3 separate regions of the Hordeum vulgare genome follow, and all the other regions are linked to region 1. A link is a contact called in public Hi-C data. All regions are on one chromosome and are shown on one strand. Each heading gives the region's core, a stretch centred on a gene start, on an enhancer-like site or on the middle of the called end of the contact. The rest is flanking DNA. Distances are from core to core; before and after follow the strand shown.

Region 1 (3,260 bases), core at 355-2,854:
AACTCACATTTCCATCCAGTCATACTTGGTTGTTCTGCATTGATGTTTGGAATCACATTAGTGCCTTCCATTTTTGGAAATTCAAAGAGGTGACTGGTTAGAAACAAAATGCTTACTTTCACTCTGATCTGAGGACTTTTGCCTCTTCAGCCCTCTGGTATGATCATCTGTTACATTCGGCCCTCTTTTCAACGTACTCTGAGGAGGTGATCCGCTTGTTATCTGAGAGGATGACCAATTTCAGGAGTGGGATTTTTATTATAAAGAGGACATACCAGATGCAAAGAGAGAGAAAAGAAAATTCGCTTGTAGAAACAAGCTATTATTAACAAACAAAGTTCATCTGCATGAGATAGAATATTACCAACTCTCCTTCAAGGTAGTTGCTGTCACATTCCAGATCCCCAGAGCCATTAGGAGTTTGAGACCCACACGGCCCTGTCTGTACAATAACCGTGGGCTCAACTTTCACATCATCAGTTCTGTTTCCTGGTGCAGGATCCATTGCTTGTGCACCGTCTACATTTTCATTTGCAGGTCCAGCTGATTGGTTACATGGCAGCAATGAAGTAACCAAGTTGTAAGAACTTGTCGTTCCTGATTCTGGAGTTTGTTGAGATGCGACCTTTGCAACTGACAAAACAAAGGGTTTTCCAAATCAATCAACATATTATGGCCTCACGGATAGTAGAAACCTTGTGCTTGTTATTCTGACAGCACAAAAACAGGAATTGGTCGACAGTGTACCAGGAATGGCTGCTTGATTCCCGAGCTCCAGAGACATGCTGCTGACCGTAGAGCTGATGCTCCTCTGAATGTTCACCAATGCCTCAATTTGAGAAGCGGGCCTTAAATCTGCAAGCGGTTTTTGGTAGTATCAGGTGAGTAATTGGTCAAAGCCAAAACTCGGTAATCACAAACACCTCAGTTTACCAATTTATACCTTGAGGGTGATAGGCTAGTTTGCAAATGGCGCAGCTGTGGCCATTCATAGCCTGCGTAGTGGCGCATTTGCTGAAAGAATTCAAGAGGTTCGTCACAAGGAGGTATGAGTAGAGAGAATGGCACGTAGGTTAGGTTGTCAGGGTAGTAACCTGCAGCAGGTGTGGCAACACGGCAGCATCGTAGGCGCGCTGAGCAACTTCAGGCTGCCAAAAAAAAAAGAGATGGTCAGCCGTCACAGATCAAGCGCTCACCAGATCCAACTATGGCAAAGTTCGCTTCTTTGTATGCAGGGGTTGTCGGTGCTCGTATTACGGATGACACAGTTCCGATCTACAGGCTTATTATAGCTCTAGTCAAATCATAGAAAAGCTCTGGCCTCAATCCGCATCTGGATCCGTAGAACATAGATGCGGAGTGGGGCGGGGTGGGGGGGAGGGGAGGCGGAGGTGGCGTGTACCAGACGGGGCAGGTGAGCTCCAGCTCCATCTTCTGCACGTTGAGCTTGAGCGGGTTGACGAACCTCCTCATGCCCTCCATCTCCGCCGCCGCTCACGACCACGCTCCTGGGTAGCGCTCTCCAGACGAAGAAGGGTTGTGCTGTGATGGCGCGAGGTCGCTGGCTCTGGAGCCGGTGAAATACCCTGGGTGGCCTCTGGAAATGGGGGGGAGAAGTGGCGCCGGCGGGAAGGTGGAACTGTTTTGAGGGCGCGTGGACGGACGCGGCTCGGAATCGGGCGCCATTCGCGGGAAAATTTCAGCTTCTGGTGGGAAAAGTGGGGGGCTCCTCCTCCTTGGGTAGCCTAGCCGCGTAGGATCGGCGGCGGACAGGGGAGCTCCTAATTGGCGCTGCTGGCGTCAATTCGGTAAGCTGGCGCTCACAGCCCCGAGGTCGTGGGCTGGCCCAACAAGCAATGTCACTCGTCGGCTTCCATTCGCTGGATCGCAACCTACTGTTGATCGGTCAAGTTCTCACAAAAAATTTACTATTGATCGGTCGAACTGTTTGACCATTGACATCTCAAAAACTGACATAAAAAATTTCATTGACTCGAAAAATAGTTTAAAAAGTAAAAAAAGTTCATCAAATTTTAAAAAAAATCATCCATTTTGAAAAGGTTCATCAAACTTTTTAAAGACACATCGAGTTTGAAAAAAAGTCATTGATTTTGAAAAGAAGTTCATCCTATTTTAAAAAATACATCAAGTTTGAAAAAGTTCATTGAATTTTAAAAAAATCATCGAGTCTGAATAAAATTCATTGAATTTTCAAAAAAAATATAAATTTTGAAAAGAGTTCACATATTTTCAAAAAAAAATCATCAATTCTAAAAAAAATCATCAATTTTAAAAAAAACATCAATTTTTTAAAAAAATCATCAATTTTGGAAAAAGGATCATCGAATCCGGAAAAGGTTCATCAATGTTGGAAAAAAGATCAACGTATCCAAAAAAAATTCATCAAAATTGAAAATTCATTCAAATGAGGAAAAGGGATAAAAAAATAAAGACCCGAGTAAAAACCATTCTAAATAAGAAAAAAAGTAAAATAAGTCATAAAAAGAAAAGAGTGTTCAAAGGAATAGGAGGTGATGTAGGTCGTGTGGCTAGCGCGTTGTGCGAACGACCAGGAGGTCCTTGATTCGAATACCAAGAGACACGTTGAAGTTTTCTGTTCCACAAAGAAAAAAAGGCAAGATGGGCCGAGCCCAACTAGACGCGCCTTCAGGCGCCTGTTCGCAAACGGGCGCTTAAGCATCAAATAGGAAACACCGACGGACAGTACGAAACCTTAGCGCAACCAGAGGCCCAGAGCTGGCTACTTGGGTCGTGCCAGCTAGGCCGGCCTGCTAGCACGCTTGGCACGGCTCGTGGCACGTTTGGGACTGTGTTGGGCCTAGAGGCTGGGTACGCGGGCCGACAGAGCATGACACGTTTGTTTTATTTTTACTTGAATATTTTTATATATGTGACCTAAAATACAGCCCAATAAACCTAAAATTAGCCAACATGCGATCCAGCATGCTAAACTTGTCATGGGCTGGGTCATTTACTAATTACGTCGTGTCTGGCCAGCGAGTGGGACACATGGGCCCGCACGACATGGCTCATCTAGTAAATATGTGTATCTCAGTCATGCCGTGCACGCACGATTACATAGGATTGGGTCGTGTCGTGCCAAGATGACCCTTTGGCCTGCTTTGAGGGCAACTCTAAGGCCAACTCCAATGTAGAGGACGTGGTTTTTAAGCAAAAAGAAGGTGGGTTTTATTCGCATTTTAGTTGTTTGGGTTGAAAGTAGGGATGACGTCTGCCAC
Region 2 (3,260 bases), core at 424-2,923, 210 kb after region 1:
TTACCTAACATCAAAACATCACAACCCACAGGAAAAAATAGTGGATAGAACCAAAAATAGGAAATATTATCAGGAGGGGATCAATTGCAGCGGTGCACTTTATTACGATCACCAAGGAAATACTAAATTCAAGGTTCGCGAGTCATTAATTGATAGTAGCGCTTATACTTATGAGAAATTATGCAGAAGCACTCAAAAATGCATTCACACATTTGAAGACCTCGACGTGGTAGGATGGCTGCATAATTGTGGGGTTCTTTCTAATACAATTCTATAGCATATCACTAGCAGGCGATCTTGAGAACTATCTTGTATGTTATTTCTTGCACCAATTTAATTGAGATTATATAATGTGCATTGCTCATGTACCCAAACATCAACATGAAGCAGGATATGCTTCCATGACAACAGAACATCTTATCAACTAGAAGATCTTATATTCAAGAGCAAATGAAAATTAATGGACCACCATTAGAATAGCATATCTTGTTGCAATATATTATGACCGATATGTAGAAGAACTATTTGGAGTAATATAGTCAATTTAAGCCAACTATCATCAGATGCTCGGGAAAGCTTCTCATGTGTGTGCCATCTATTTTAGTCTTCTATTAGGAGTGTTTTAGCATCCTGATGGGAGTGGTTCAGCTACTGCATGCACAGTTCAGCATAATCAATCTATCGAGAATGATTAGCTTATTTATCCTCAGTAAGATATATGCCCCCCCCCCCCCATGAGAACTCCGTGGTTCATAAGAATAACCTCCCAATTGACGTATTTTTTAGAAGAATTTAGTATGTGTACATGTAATTTCGAGAGTTTCCATGAGAAAGTGGTTTTCGCCAGATATTTAGCCTTCTTCCATAGGATAACAGAGGCATCTAGTGTAACACACGGGTATCTTCCCACAAAAAAAAAAAAAAAAGGGGCATCTCTAACCCCCCGCCACCCACTATCTCTTTACCCTTTTTTTTATGTATTTTGCGTTTTTTCTTCCCAACATTGCGTCCTCTACAATTTCTCTTGGCAATAAACGGCAGCTCACTTGTCGTCTCGTAAAAAAAAGAAAAACATGGCAAATGCTAGTGTGGCATGCTTATTAATTTAACCCGTGCAGAAAATAACTAACTTAAGAATACCTTTCGTCAAGATGGTGGTGTCTGAAAGATCTTCATCACAAGGTCATCAGAGTAAGCAGTTGCAAGCAATGTCTTCAGCACGGCACTCTTAATCTGCTACGGGCCAGTCTTGCGCACAGTACGTGTCTATGCAGTTAGTTCATCTCAGGTCCTTCAGCTAGCTTCAAGACGTACATCAAACTGTGGCAGACCCAGACACACATCTTAATCACCTGCCTGGATGGATGAAGCCGCCATTCCATCAAACAGTTGGCCTGCGCCAAGGGGCTGACCTCCTGCCGCCTCCTCCCGTTGCTACTCCACAATCCGCACCCCGCAGCATGCAGCAACGATCAATGGCCTTGCGGCGGAGGCGATGGGGAGGATGATGGGGACGGCGAGCCGACCACGCGCTTCTCCTTGCCGGCGGTGGAGCCTGGAGGCGATTTGTTGAGTGTAATTACATGACTGGCCCTGTCTCTGTCTGTGGTACGTACTACATACGTACTGTACAAGATGCGAGTACAACAATCGAAAAAAGAAAAGCGTCCTCCCATTTCCCAGATTGCCCCCAATCCGTCCGTGGCCGCGCGTCCGCCGGTGGCCGGGGGTTCTAATCCGACCGATTCCCAGCCCCAATTCCTCGCTGGAAGACCCCGCAGCTCCACGACAGCGCGGGCAGACATGGCGCCCGTGCTACCTGCGCCGGCGGCGGCCCCTCCCTCCTTCTGCCGCGTCTCTCTCCCGGCCCGCAGCGCCTTCCCCTCCCCCTCCCCCTCCCCCGTCAGAAACAACCTTCGCAGGTTTGCGGCCAGGAGCGGCGGCGGCGGCGGGCGTCCCGAGCCCAAAGCAGGTACGCGCACCTCCTCATGCGCAGGTCGGGAGAGGCGTGTCGGGCTGGGTCTCTTACCCCGTCCTCCGTTGTTCTGCTGCCCATGTGCCAGGTGACGATGAGAGCAAGGCCGTCCTCGACGCCTTCTTCCTCGGGAAGGCCCTGGCGGAGGCGCTGACGGAGAGGGCCGAGTCGGTGGTGGGCGAGGTGTTCAGCGTCGTCGGGCAGTGGCAGGCGGAGCAGCAGAAGCAGGTCCAGGAATTCCAGGTACGGCACAACCCCGGCCCTTGCTTTGCTCCCCATGGGTATTAGGGATATACATATACTACTAGCGTGTAGCAAAGCGTCGGCATGGAATTCTAGAAGAGGCTTTACCTTCAATCCAGCTAGCTACTGGAGAACTAGATGTGTTCCTTAGGCCAGCTGATGGCAGATAGGCCTGTGAATTCTCAGTGGCAACTCGTAAGCTCTTGTACATTCAGATTTCAAACAACTAAAAAACTAAAGTATGTATGTTATTCTTCTACATCCAGATGTGCACCGCTTGTAACCTTTTGATTGCACATAATCCAACCGCTTTCCACCGTTAACCATCATTATCTATGGCTCCATAATGTATAGCCACAATTTATTGTAGGCATGCACTTAATTATCTTCTCTAAACCTCACAGAACACCACTCACTTCTAAAATGCCCTTTGGGCGATAATTGTTAATACAGGAGGAAGTAGTTCAGAGAGCCCAAAAGGCCAAGGAAAGAGCTGCTGAGGAGGTCGTTGATGATAATAAGGGGCCAAAGACTCTAAAGGGACCTTCAACAACCATTGTGACGCCTGCACCTACATCCCCTACTTCTCCTACCATTCCCACACAGGGAGAATAGTTATAAGCGGCGATGAAGAGTTAGTGCTTCATGTAGACTCACTTTTGTGCTCCAAGAAAGCGAAGAAATTCTCCTATGAGATATGTATTGATCAAGTTGTCCTTTCTTTGATAGTGAATATCCAGCATGTCAACTAGAAAAATCTATGGTACAAGTTCACAGATGAATGGAATAAAATCTGCTTCCTCCATTCCATATTAACTGTCGCTCAAACCGATGTATCTCCCACTGAAATACGTCTAGATACATCCATTTGAGCGACAATTGATATGGGATGGAAACACTACAGATTATGAAAAAAAAATGTATTTGTTGTATGATGTCGTTCTATGTGATATATTATTAGGAAACAGCTTCAAGCAACCTTTACAACCTGAAACGGCATTTATCTTGATTTATATTCGTAGTTCAAAATCCATATTTTTAT
Region 3 (3,260 bases), core at 225-2,724, 140 kb after region 1:
TTCCCTACAAAGAAAAAACTCATCAAGGCCTCGTCCGGAAACGCGATGGGCCCAGGGTCCAGACCAGGAGAGACCGAACCGAACCACCTTGGTCCCTTGTGATCCAATCAACAAAATCTGACGGCTCACAAATCACACCGCTACATGTATCGTATCGTCACAACCAAAGCCTCTCACGCAGTGGGCGCCAGCCTTGCCCGTATTTATTACGGAGGAGCAGAGCTCCGAGCCAAACCAAACCGAACCGAACCGAGCCAAACCAAACCAAACCAAACCAAAGGGAAGGCGTCCATGCCCACCCAGACACGGAGACGGAAATAAAAACGGGGACCAACCACCGCGGCACGCCACGCCCGTTGCGTCGCCATACATGGCAAGATTTCCGCCGCGATCGATCCATTCATCCATCCATCCATCCATGGGCCTTTGCTATGGATGCAAGAAAATAAAGCGAGCAGGCATGAATGACACGCGAAACACGGTGGGAGTAGAAGTACTAGTAATGGAGGGAATTAAAGGCTCGCTAGCAGTGCCAATGCATCGACCGGATAGCGCTAAGTACAAGAGCAGCAACAACAGCAGGTTTTTCTCGCTAGATCTAGGAAAGAAGGCGACGGGAGGGGAAGGGAGGGGATGGGTGGGGTGGGAGGCGAGGCGAGCGACGAAACCGCTTTGTCTTGATGTGCTGCTGCCGTTGTTCCTCCTCCTCCTCCTTGGTGGCGGTGGCGGTGGGGGGGTGGACGGCGGCGTCACTCCTTTATCTGCAGCCAGCGGCCGAGCTGCGTGGGGTTGACGACGCCGGGGATGTGGGCCCCGTTGGTCATCAGCAGCCAGGACAGCTCGGCGTACCTCCTCTTCGGCTCGGGCTCGGGCCGCGGGGCCGCGGGGGCGGGAGGGTGGTGGTGGTGGCTCGGCTCGATCCGGCGGCCCAGGAGCGTGCCGTGGGTCAGGAACTCGTGGGCCAGGTTCCCGGCCAGCAGCTTGTTGTTGTTGTTGTTGCCGGCCCGAGCCGGCTTGGCGGACAGCTCGGCGGCTTTAGTTGGGGCCGGGGCCGGGGCGGGGCCCAGCTGCTGCAGCTCCCGCTCCTTGCGCTTGCCCAGTGCGATACGCGCCGCTTCCAGCTTCTCGCTCAGCGACATATCGACGGCCCGGACCCCCGCCACGTCAGCAGCGCCAGCCGAGGGGAGCCGTCGAAAAGCGGTTTCCGACGGGATATGTATGTATGTGTGTATGTGGAGGAGGCAAAGGAAAAGAAAGAAACAGTTTCCTCAAGAAAGGAAAACAAATCGGAGAGGGGGAAAAAAATCTCCAGGAGATTGATGGCCGTGGGGCCCACCGGGGGCAGGACGGTAACTTCACAGGGCGGAGGCCGAGCGAGAGGAGGGGAGGAAACGACGGACCGAGAGAAAGGTCGGAGGGGGAGAGCAGTGGAGGGGAGGAGGAGACGAGAGAGAATTCTTTCTGGGTTATAAGAGGAGGGGGGGCGTCAGGAGGGGGGCTGCCTCCTATTTATACTGGGGCGCCCCGGAGGGTGCCCCCGGGCTTTGGCGGGAATTACGTCCCTGCCACCGCGCTTTCCTGCAGGAGGGCCGCGGCCGAGGGCCCCGCTCGTGGTTGTGGGGGGCGGGAAGGGGCGGATGGGTAATTGCGTCCGGTGGTGGGAGTCGCGTGGAGATGGGGAGGGGCGGATGGAGAATTCCAGCGAGCGTGCCCTGGCGAAGGATTTGCAGCTGGTTCCGTTCGTGGGCCCACCCGGCAGTGGCGGCTGCGTGGGGGTTTTGGTGTGCGCGTTCTTTTTGGTGCCTCCGGCGCCTGCTGCTTGGGCCCGGATAGGCAGATAATCAACGCGCTCCTAATACAGTAGTATTTGTCCAGCCAAAATAACGCATTCCTGATAATTACTAGTATTACTAGTACATAAAATAAAATAAAAATCAACGCACTCCTATGATGATGCTTCATTTTCCTTGGCTGGTAAATCTACAAACTTGTTTTCGTTTCTCATCAGGTATGTGGTGTGTCCTCACATGATGAATACTCTTTGCATTTTGGAATATAATTCCACACAAGAACTTAGGTCGTGAGTTTAACTAATGGAACATGTATGGCAAATACATTTTCTACGACATATTAACACATTCTTTGTTAATCGAATCAAAGACCTGATTACCCGTGCTCGGTTTATATTTCCATCCGGAAAGATTATATTACTTTTTCGATGAAACAACAAGATGTCTCAGATGTCAACTAATACTAGCGGAGAAATAATCAGTAACATTCGGCCAACATGCCCATTCGAGAGAAATAATCAACAACTCTACCTACACGAGAAGCGATCTTCTTCAATATGATTTTGTTTTAGAAGAAATGGATATAGATGTGAAATAATTATCTATTAACAAATTCGCTATTTATTAACAAAAAAAACTAATTTGCTATTACCAAATTTTCTATTTTATATTAGATGTGAAATAATTATCTCGCATCTAAGTCCAAAGCCTTTGAATCTAGTCTCTTTTTAAGATTCTTGCAAATGTATTTTTCTGTTGTTTCTCCGCTTGCGCGACAGCCTGGTACTCCTTCCGTTTTTAAATATAAGTCTTTATAAAGATTTCGCTAGGGGACTACGTACGAAGCAAAATGAATGAACCTGTATACACTAAAATATGTCTATATACATTCGTATGTTATCCTGTAATAAAATCTTTTAAAAGGCTTATATTTATGAATGAAGGGAGTAGATGCTAGTTGTGGTCGACCCTTGTTTATTTGTTTTTGCTAACGTGGTGCATGCACACGTCTTGGAGCTGGCTCATGACTGTGTTTTTTTTCTTGTTTCTTTTTCTTCCTTTTTCATTTGTGTGTTTCAAATTCGTAAACTTCTTCACTTCATGATTTTTTTTATTTTTAACTTTTCTTTTTTCCTTATTTTTTATTTATTTTTACTTCATGACATTTTTTCGTCACTATCTTTGACTCGTAATTGGGTTTAGTTTTGTTGTCTCAGTTGCAAGTTCATTCTTAATTTGTAACTCAGGTCTAAATTTTCTTATAGTCGCAAGTTTACCCTTGTTTCGCAACTGAGGTCTAATATTTTTTTTATCTCAGTTACAATTTCATCCACGATTCGTAACTGGAGCCAAATTCATTTTTGTCCCAGTTGTAAGTTTATCCGCGACTCTCAACTTGGGGCCCTATCTTTTTCCCCAGTTACAAGTTCACACTCGACTCGTAACTAGGATCCGAACTTTTTCCAGTTG

What was found. Hi-C and Micro-C count contacts between places; a contact is called where the count stands out from the background.
Region 2: a Hi-C map of seedling shows a contact between it and region 1, with 5 times the contacts expected there. The contact joins the promoter of LOC123427230 here to the promoter of LOC123427227 in region 1. A contact is called at or near these places in 4 of 6 Hi-C or Micro-C datasets (leaf and seedling) and 1 of 1 datasets of contacts at active chromatin or transcription factors (embryo).
Region 3: a contact with region 1 is called in a Hi-C map of leaf, with 4 times the contacts expected there. The contact joins the promoter of LOC123430528 here to the promoter of LOC123427227 in region 1. A contact is called at or near these places in 2 of 6 Hi-C or Micro-C datasets (leaf and seedling).

What each region holds. Positions count from the first base shown.
Region 1 is chr2H:557,511,026-557,514,285 of MorexV3_pseudomolecules_assembly, forward strand. LOC123427227 (BRCA1-associated RING domain protein 1) reads right to left here and starts at 1,605. Exons shown (of 14, transcript XM_045111223.1): 1 at 1,403-1,605; 2 at 1,095-1,148; 3 at 944-1,014; 4 at 748-855; 5 at 365-633; 6 at 117-222; 7 at 1-34. The coding sequence starts at 1,482.
Region 2 is chr2H:557,720,978-557,724,237 of MorexV3_pseudomolecules_assembly, forward strand. LOC123427230 reads left to right here and starts at 1,674. Exons shown (of 3, transcript XM_045111227.1): 1 at 1,674-1,972; 2 at 2,064-2,218; 3 at 2,672-3,023. The coding sequence starts at 1,804. The coding sequence ends at 2,833.
Region 3 is chr2H:557,652,155-557,655,414 of MorexV3_pseudomolecules_assembly, forward strand. LOC123430528 reads right to left here and starts at 1,475. Exons shown (of 1, transcript XM_045114393.1): 1 at 485-1,475. The coding sequence starts at 1,139. The coding sequence ends at 750.